Regions from separate parts of the Gossypium hirsutum genome. Here region 1 is linked to region 2. Evidence: chromatin contacts called from public Hi-C data. All regions are on one chromosome and are shown on one strand. The core of a region is the stretch at or near the end of the contact, and the rest is flanking DNA. Distances in the headings are between cores, read along the strand shown.

Region 1 (4,602 bases), core at 1,299-3,798, 120 kb before region 2:
ATGTTTACTTCTGATCCGACATCGGTTAAGCCCGAATTCTCCCTGAGAGATGAAAGCCAGTCGTGGTACATTTTCAATAGAAACGACTCTACCCTGATAGGATCCTTGATCACATCCTTGTTAAACAATGGAAGCGATGATTTTTCGAGACCGACCGCAGCGTAAACGTCCACCCAAGACTTCATGAAATGCATGAACGCCTTCCCGTCGCCGATCACGTGGAAGTAACTAGACCCGATGCAAACGCCGGCGTTCGGGAACACGGTCACTTGGAAGGCAAGTGCAGGGAGCAAGACCACCTGAGTACCGTCTTTCGCCTCCGACAGGGCGGTCCGTAGCTCTGGCGCGAAGGGACGTAACGACTTAACGTCTCGCGGATAATCGGCTATTGCACAGCGGAAATCCGAAGGGGATTCGACGACCGTGAAAGCAACGGAGCTGCCGCCATCTTCGTAACGGATGTAAGGCTTCCCCGGTGACGGAGGGCACACTACGTTGGCCGCGAAGGGGAAAAACTGTTGTAGGGTAAGGGAGAGAGATTGTTTTAACAACGGGAGAATGGTTTCCATGAAATGCAAAGTAGGGTATGGGAATTCATAGAAGAAAAGGCGTTGAACATTGGGAAGTGGAAACCATGGCAGATCGAAGAAAGTGAGAGGAAGAGAGGTAGTGGGAACTGAGCCTGGTGGGGGTGAAACGTGGCTGCTCTCAACAACCTTCAATGGCTTGGTTTCATCCATTTTCTCTTTTTTGATGAATAAAGAAAGGATATAAAAAATTTATAGAGAACAAGAGCTCAAAATATCCAGACAAAGCAAGTTCCAAGTAAAAATAAATGCAAAGAGCTACTACTGTCAACAACTAAGTGAGGCGGTGGCTTTCCCTATTAATATGAAAATTGCAGAAAACTACCACAAGTATTAAAGTAACATATAGGCTTCAATCTAAAATTGTAACTATAAAGTAAATTTACAAAATAACATACTATTTTAAAGTAAAATTTTGTAAGTAGAGGGATGAAGAGTTAGAAATGGTGCCGACTAGATCCTCCCCCAACATGGATCATGACTCCTCACCTGTCCTATTTAAAACTCGATTTTAAGACACACTTCTCGTTTCAATTTGGGTCTCCATCAATATTTTTTGTCTTTTGTTTTTTTTTTTGCTTTAATGTAGCAGGCATGTTATTTCAGTAATTAATTTGATGGAGCATTTTAGATGAGGAAGCATATATTGCAAAAGTAAATGATTTGATGGACCATTTAGAATAATTTCTGTCCCTTAAGGTTCTTCCTTGTTATAATTGCATGGAATAGATGCTGGCACTCAAAGTAGATAAGATTTTAAAGAAGGTACCATATTTTTCATTTCCCTTCCTTGATTTTGGGCCAATCACACTAATTTCTGAAATTAAGTAAATAAACTTTCCGAAATTCACTCTCTTGTTTAAGTGTGTTTAGCAATTGAAGTTCAAAAGGTACTTTTTTTTACTCAAATCATGATTTTAAACTAAAATATTTGGTAAATAAGTAGTTTTTCGAGTCGGGCCAAAAAATCTCATTTGAGGTTTGACCCATTTCAAAAATAGATTTTATTTTTTGCCCAAACTTATTTTTTAGGTATATATTTTTATTTAAATCCTTCAACTTTTCGGGCTGTCTAATAAGAACTCTAATAACTTCTTCACCAAGTTTATTTATATATATAACATCCTCAAAGTAAAGAGGATTTGGTTCAGTGACATGTCGGTTAGGAAAATTAGAGAAGTTTTAGAAATAGATTAAATAGGAATTTTAGAATACAAGTATAGAAAGAAATTGAGCTTATATGCCATTGAGAAAGGCATTATTGATGTCTATCTGGCGAAGTAACCACTTATGAGTTACAGCAATATAAGTTCGCGCTACTGGAATATAAGTATCTTGATTTTAGCATATCCTCGCACTTGTAACGATCTACTGAATCATCTGCTTTCATTTTTTATTTTGAACAACCAACGACATCCAACAGGTGTTCGACTCTCTAGCAAAGGGACTAAACTCTAGGTATGATTGTTATGCAAAGCAATCAACTCATCGTGAACTGCTTCCTGCCACTTGGGACACCTCATTACAGCATGAATATCTGCAAGCAACAAAGAAGAGGACATATTAGTAACATTATAGGACTGAATTTTGGGTCATGGGATGAATATTAACAAATGGACAAGGAGAGAGATCCTGCTGAACAACATCAGAAGGAAAATCAGTAAAAGATGCAACAAAAAGTAGCTGTAAATTGTTAACAGAAGACTTATCGAGAACAATTATAGCAGGTGCCAACATAATCAGAAACATCATCATGAGCAAGTGCTACAGGAGAGGGAGTAGAAGATGTAACATCAGGAGATATAGGAGTTGAATGTGGCTGAATATCTGAATGTAAATCACTGTTGAGTGAAGAACTAATTGCTTAATGCCGAACTGACCATATTGCAGCTCCAAAGCTCATATACCACACTGAATTTAAGATTTAGTTACTTAAATAATGATCATACATTGTTATTGTTTTTATTTAAATGGCAAAAAATAATTATTTAAAAGAAAAAAATAGTACATCAGAAATTTACAAAAATTATTGCTACTAATATGGTACATGTAACACTTGCGGCAAAATTAAAAGGTAGTTTGCGCATAATGAAGTTGCAGATGGTATAATTTTATGAGTTTATATGTTTGACGATAACAGCTTTTCGCATGTTTAAGTGCTCTTTTGATGTAACCGCAATTTTAATTTAATAATATAAACGTCAATTTTTTTTTATTTCCAATACGCAAAAACCACCTGAAAAATGACGGCAACGGGAACTCCACCCCCACCCCCGTCGTCCAAACCCGAAGACGACCCGGACCTATCAAACCGGTCCGCCGTGATCCCGAACCAAACTCTCCCCTTCACCACTCATCGGAAAAAAGGGACCAGTATCCGATCATGGCTTTTACTTGACTCGACGGCCCACACCTTTAGGTTGGAGGCCGGAAAGCATTCTATCATGAGACGCACGGGTTTACCCGGTCGAGATCTTCGGATCTTGGACCCGCTTCTTTCGTACCCGTCGACGGTTCTGGGTCGAGAACGGGCCATTGTGATTAACTTGGAGCACATAAAGGCAATCATTACGGCTCAAGAGGTTTTGCTGTTGAATTCCAAGGATCCTTCCGTTACACCGTTTGTTGATGAGTTGCAGAGGCGGATTTTGTTGCATTATCAAGCAAACCAATCCAAGGTTTTTTTTTTTTTTTTAAAATTTCGGTTTTTAGCTTTTCATTTATTTTTGTTGCCTACCACATCGTCATACAAGGGGCAATAGTCCAAAACGTATCAAGTGCACGAAAGTGGTTGTGTCGACCCAATTCAAGAAGATATTTTCATTTTGTGAATCTTGTTTTTAGTTCGGGTTTTGACAAAGTCGAGAAATAAATCTTGGTTTGATTCGAGGACAACATTGATCAAAATCTATTAATATTGATGTACATACTACCACATGGTCAGGTCATACGGTAATAGTTTAAAACCTATTAAATGAGTGACACACACATCCCTTTAACAAGTGATTATGTGTTGACTCAATCGATAAGATATTCTCACTTTGTTACTTTATTTACTTGTTTTTACTTATTCAAATTTATACGATCAAATTCAGTTAAATAAACAAGAAAATGAAACAAACGATGTATTGATTAAAAAGAGGGTGTTTTTGGATTTGGGAGTAGGAGGGTACTATTGATGATACCAACTGCATAATAAGAATTACATCACAAAATCTGTTACCAAAGAATTCACAGCTCCAAAGCCTAAGTGAGGAAGGCAGGGGAGAAGAGAAACAGGGTCTTGAGACTCAAGAAGGCACTAAGACTCTCCCCTTTGAGTTTGTTGCATTGGAGGCCTGCCTTGAAGCTGCTTGTGGCTGCTTAGAATCTGAGGTCACCTTTCTTCCTCTCTATTTTTTTTTTTTTTGCATCTTTTCTACGTCTAAGAGAGCGAATCTTGTCATTAAGTTTTGGGGATTTTAGTTAAACTTTTATAAATTTTGGGAGCTTAACTAGAATTTCCAAAAAGAATTTTGAGAAGTCTAATTAAAAAAATTTAAAAGAATTTAATAAGAATTTCTAAAAAAAATTGATGGGTCTAATTCTAAATTTCAAATTTTTTAATGAATTTAATGGCAATTTTCCAAATTTCTAGGGGTCAAGACCTTTGGTTGCATAATATTGGAATTCAAGTTTTCAACTTCTTCGATATTACTTCTTAAACATAGTAGCTTGAATCAACTAAGTTAAATTTCAAATTTTTGGTATCGTATTGTTTTATTCATTATGCTTGTTTTCGGTCTAACTTTGGTTATAGTTATTTTACTATGTTAAAATTTGAAAATTTATCCATTTACTTTAAATTAGCATATCTTGATACCTATTTTTTATAATGTTACTAGTAGGTCCAAATTAATAATACTGTTAATTGTTGTTGTTAAAGTGATGAGACAAATTTTCTTTTAAATAGCCTTCAACATTCTGCTAAAATTGGTTGACCGGATTTTCATGTGACCTTAATTGTATGAGCATG
Region 2 (4,319 bases), core at 1,521-4,020:
CAAATTCAGACTCTATTATCGTCTTTCTTTAATAATAAATAATAATTTTGATGGAATCAGGCCATATCAAAATTAAATTTTTTTTTATCTGAACCCAAATTTAACCGACCTATGAACATATTTATTACCAAGAGATGATTTGAAAGGTTAGAGTTGGATGCAATTGGGAGGGTTACTTAAAAAAAAATTGACGAAACCTTAAAAGTTTATTTGTTATTAAGATATTAGGGGTATATGTGGATTTCAAGAAAAAAAATAGGGATATAAATCGATATTTTAATTATTTTAAAAAATAAATCGTTTTTATTTGCGTGGGTTGAAAGCACGTCATGTGGAACTCATTTTTTAATAATGTGTCAAAAAAAATTGTTTTTTTTAAAATATGGACACGCTTTCACACTACCCAAATAATATCCCTATTTTTTTTAAATCCGCATATACTCCTAATTTTGCTTAAGATTACAATTATATGTTAATTGCTCAAGCTATATATATATTATATTATAAACGTTTAATAAGTTAAAAGATTAAAGTTTAACATTTATTAAATTATATTTAATAAATATTAAACTTAAATTTCTTTAATTTCTTTATTTCATTTCTTCACTATCAATAGGAGCGTTTCTTGAACCCCATATGATGACCTGATAGTTAAGGGTGTTTATCGTCCTAGGTGTGACTTGGATTCGAGTTTATTATTTAGGTTTTACCCTATTATTATAATTCACTTAAAAAAAATGTGTTTCTTTAAACAAAGATCATCTATTTTCAAATTTTAAAAAGTTAAGTTTTTTTAAAGATTTAATTATTTTTATTTTAGTTTATGACTATGATACTGTGGAGAGGAAAATGAATCAAATTTTATAGGTTGACGGTGTCACTCTTCAAGATGATATTATTAAAATCTTCGAGCCTCAAAATGTGTGATATTCATTATCTATAAGTTGTTAGTTGTAATATTTTATTTTATTTTAATAAAGTTAAGAAATAATTAAAAATATATTCACTATAATATGCTCTTTCTTCTATCATAAATGTTATGTCTTATTTCCATATCACTAACATCGTTAAAAAATTTCATTCTTCAACCGAGGTGGAATTAGAAAAAATGAAATTCAAATCACAAGATTGGATTGAATTTTTTTAATGAAAAATAATTATTTCAATAAACACAATTTCAAGTTTCATATCAGTTGACTAACAAAAATATTTAATGATACGAGAAAATATTTGGAGTTTTTAGACTCCACAAACAGAATTTAGAGTTAATAGTAAAATATTAAAAAATAAATATTTAAAAAAAAACACACAAATCATTAGTGATTTGAACTAAAATATAACGTTAACAATAATGAAAAGAAAAATGTTTTAGGGTGTAAAAATCCCTCAAAATTAAAAAAAAACAATTAAACTCCTTTTTTTTTGCACTCAATTGGGTACTTGATATTTCAAAATGCATTAAAAAGGAACTCAAACTTAAAAAAAAAAAATTAACCTTTTTTTTTACACTCAATTGAGTACTTGAACTGTCGAAATACATTAAAAAGACCCTCAAAAGTTTTCAAAAAAAAAGAGAGCAATTAAGCCCATATATTTTCTTTTTGCACTCAATTGTCAAAATGCATCAAAAAGGCCATTGACCGTTAAATTTAACTGCCCCTAATTTTTTCAGTTAAAACCACCTCGTATCACAACCACTGTGTCACATGTGACAAAAAAATTATGAAAAATAAAAATTAATAAAAGTGATTAAACTTTAATAAAAATATAAAAAATTATTAAAAATTAGAAATATATATAAATCATAAAAAATATAAAATCTTATAAAAAAATTATAAAATGCATCAGAAAACCCTTTAACCATTAACTTTAATCGTTAACTGTTAAAGTTAATGATCCCTATTTTTTTCAGTTAAAGACATCACATGTCACAATACAACGTAACATATTGCGAAAAAGATAAAAATATTTCTTTTGATATGATAATTTTTATAATTCTTTTACGAATTTTATAATTCTTTACATTTTTTAATCATTTTCTTACGACTTTATAAAATTTTATATATTTTTCTATATTTTATAATTTTTTTTAGAATTTTATAAAATTTTACAATTTTTGTAATCTTTTTCTATTTTTTAATAAAAAATAAATATTTGTTATACTTTTATTAAAATAATAATAGATAAATATTTCTTATATTTTTATTAAAATTTAATAACTTTTATAACTTTTATTGATTTTTATTTTTATCATTTTTTTTGCGACATGTCACGTTGTAGTTGTGACATGTGTGACTTTAACTGAAAAAAAATTAGGAACGGTTTGTTTTAAAAGTCAACCATTAAAGTTAACAATTAAAGGATCTTTTTTATGTATTTTTTGACAATTGAGTGCAAAAAAAAAAAAACAGGGCCTTCATTGCTTTTTTGAAAAAGTTTGAGGGCTTTTTTTATGCATTTTGATAGTTTAAGTATCCAATTGAGTGGAAAAAAAAAAGCAGGGGCTTAATTGCTTTTTTTTTTGAAAAATTTTGAGAGTCTTTTTGATATATTGTGAAAGTTCAAGTATCCAATTGAGTGAAAAAGATATGGACTTAATTACTTTTTTTGAAAAAATTTGAAAACTTTTTATGCCCTTAAACCAAAGAAAAATCAAATTATAATTTCAACATTTATCAAAGGACAAATGGACTATGGTACTACAAGAACCAGGCTGCTGGGCCTGTGGGGGTGGTCCAACACCATATTTTAAGATGGTTCAAGCCTTCAAAAGTTTGCCCACCCCACACCTTTCACCTGGAGAAATGTTCTATGCCTACTTGGGTTTTTTTTGTTCTCTCTTATACAATGTCCAAGTTTCCAGTTGCTTTCCTAATTAAAAGAATATCATGTCAAAAAAATTATATTATTATTATTATTTAAAATTACTCATAGGTTTCTTCAATTATTAAAGTAAAGATATTAACTTTAATGTTTATGCTTTGAAGGGATTCACAAGATTTTAAGTCTTACGTGTCTACCATTTTACCACCAATGTATCTTGAAAGTGAATCGTATTCCATGAATATGATATCTATCTAGTGTAATGTATGGTATATATGACAAAGGTGGAGTGTTGGGGTATTTCAATTGATTGGTAATGTCATTGCTTCAATTTGAAGGATCCGAAGGATATCTATATTAAGATTATATTAAATATACCCAAACCAAAAAATATAAGCCTTGAAACCAAAGTAAAGACAATACTTCAATATTCAAGCAACAGCACACATGTGTTTAGCCTTTAACCCCCAATTGCTCAATAAAAATAAGAGGCAAGACTATATTTAAACCCTCTTAAAAGCCTTTCCTCAACCAATATAGGATTGTCCACATTGCATTACCAATAATTACAAATTTAAATACTTTTAAACATATATATAATTTTAAATTATTTCAATAATAATAATATCAACTGAATTAAAAATCATTACAAATTTAAATACTTTTAAACATATATATAATTTTAAATTATTTCAATAATAATAATATCAACTGAATTAAAAATCATTCAAATATGCATACTTGATTAATTGATTTGGAATATATATTTTTATCTTCTATGTGTAAAATGGGACATAAATTAAACCTTATCATTACCAATTACCATGGCATTCTGATAAATTATTTTACTTTAATTTTATTTTTAAAAAAATCGACTACCTATTACAACAACAATTGGGTTAAATATTTTTATTATTTAATTATTACAGGTGATGCATAATAAACAGTCGATTTTTAAAATGATTATCTTGATGTGAATAAAAGTAACATGTACTGATGTAACTATTTCATGCAATCTTTTAAATTGTTGGTATTTAATATTTTTATTTGATACATATTCGAAAATAGACGCGTATTACTTTCCAAACATATATAGAGAAACATATAAAATTTGAGTATGCTTAGAACATATGGACAGCAGCAAACATAACTTATGTGACACATGATACCCTAATTTCAATCTACATTAATGAGGCTCTTGAAAATTTTGAGGTCTTGTATTCAAGTTTCAGATTTATTTTAATTGAGTTGTCTAAATAGATTTTAGTTTGTGATTTAAGCTCAGTTAATTATTTAATGTTTTATGTATTTAATTATTTTTATGATATTATTCATCTAATTATCTTTTTGTATAATTTTAATTTATTGCGATCAATGATGAGACTTTAAGATTTTAATGATCCAAGTTCAAGTCTCACCTTATTCAAATATATTTCAATTTCACTTATATTTGTATTTATAAACTCTTTAGAAGACCGACTCCAAAAGAAAAAAGA

Evidence for each region. Hi-C and Micro-C count contacts between places; a contact is called where the count stands out from the background.
Region 1: a contact with region 2 is called in a Hi-C map of leaf, with 4 times the contacts expected there. The contact joins the promoter of LOC121225693 here to the enhancer-like site in region 2. A contact is called at or near these places in 8 of 34 Hi-C or Micro-C datasets (hypocotyl and leaf).

What each region holds. Positions count from the first base shown.
Region 1 is chrD13:5,621,967-5,626,568 of Gossypium_hirsutum_v2.1, reverse strand. LOC121225693 (magnesium transporter MRS2-3) reads left to right here and starts at 2,548. Exons shown (of 6, transcript XM_041110099.1): 1 at 2,548-3,265; 2 at 3,753-3,962. The coding sequence starts at 2,831. LOC121225483 (coumaroyl-CoA:anthocyanidin 3-O-glucoside-6''-O-coumaroyltransferase 1) reads right to left here and starts at 740. Exons shown (of 1, transcript XM_041109798.1): 1 at 1-740. The coding sequence starts at 740.
Region 2 is chrD13:5,506,547-5,510,865 of Gossypium_hirsutum_v2.1, reverse strand. No RefSeq gene overlaps it. Among protein-coding and RNA genes, the nearest start is that of LOC121225481, 27 kb to the left of the region's middle. Within about 2 kb of position 2,770, at least 2 of the 9 cell types and tissues checked have an H3K27ac peak or open chromatin away from gene starts, as enhancers often do. A contact at or near this core is called in leaf, where this site is marked.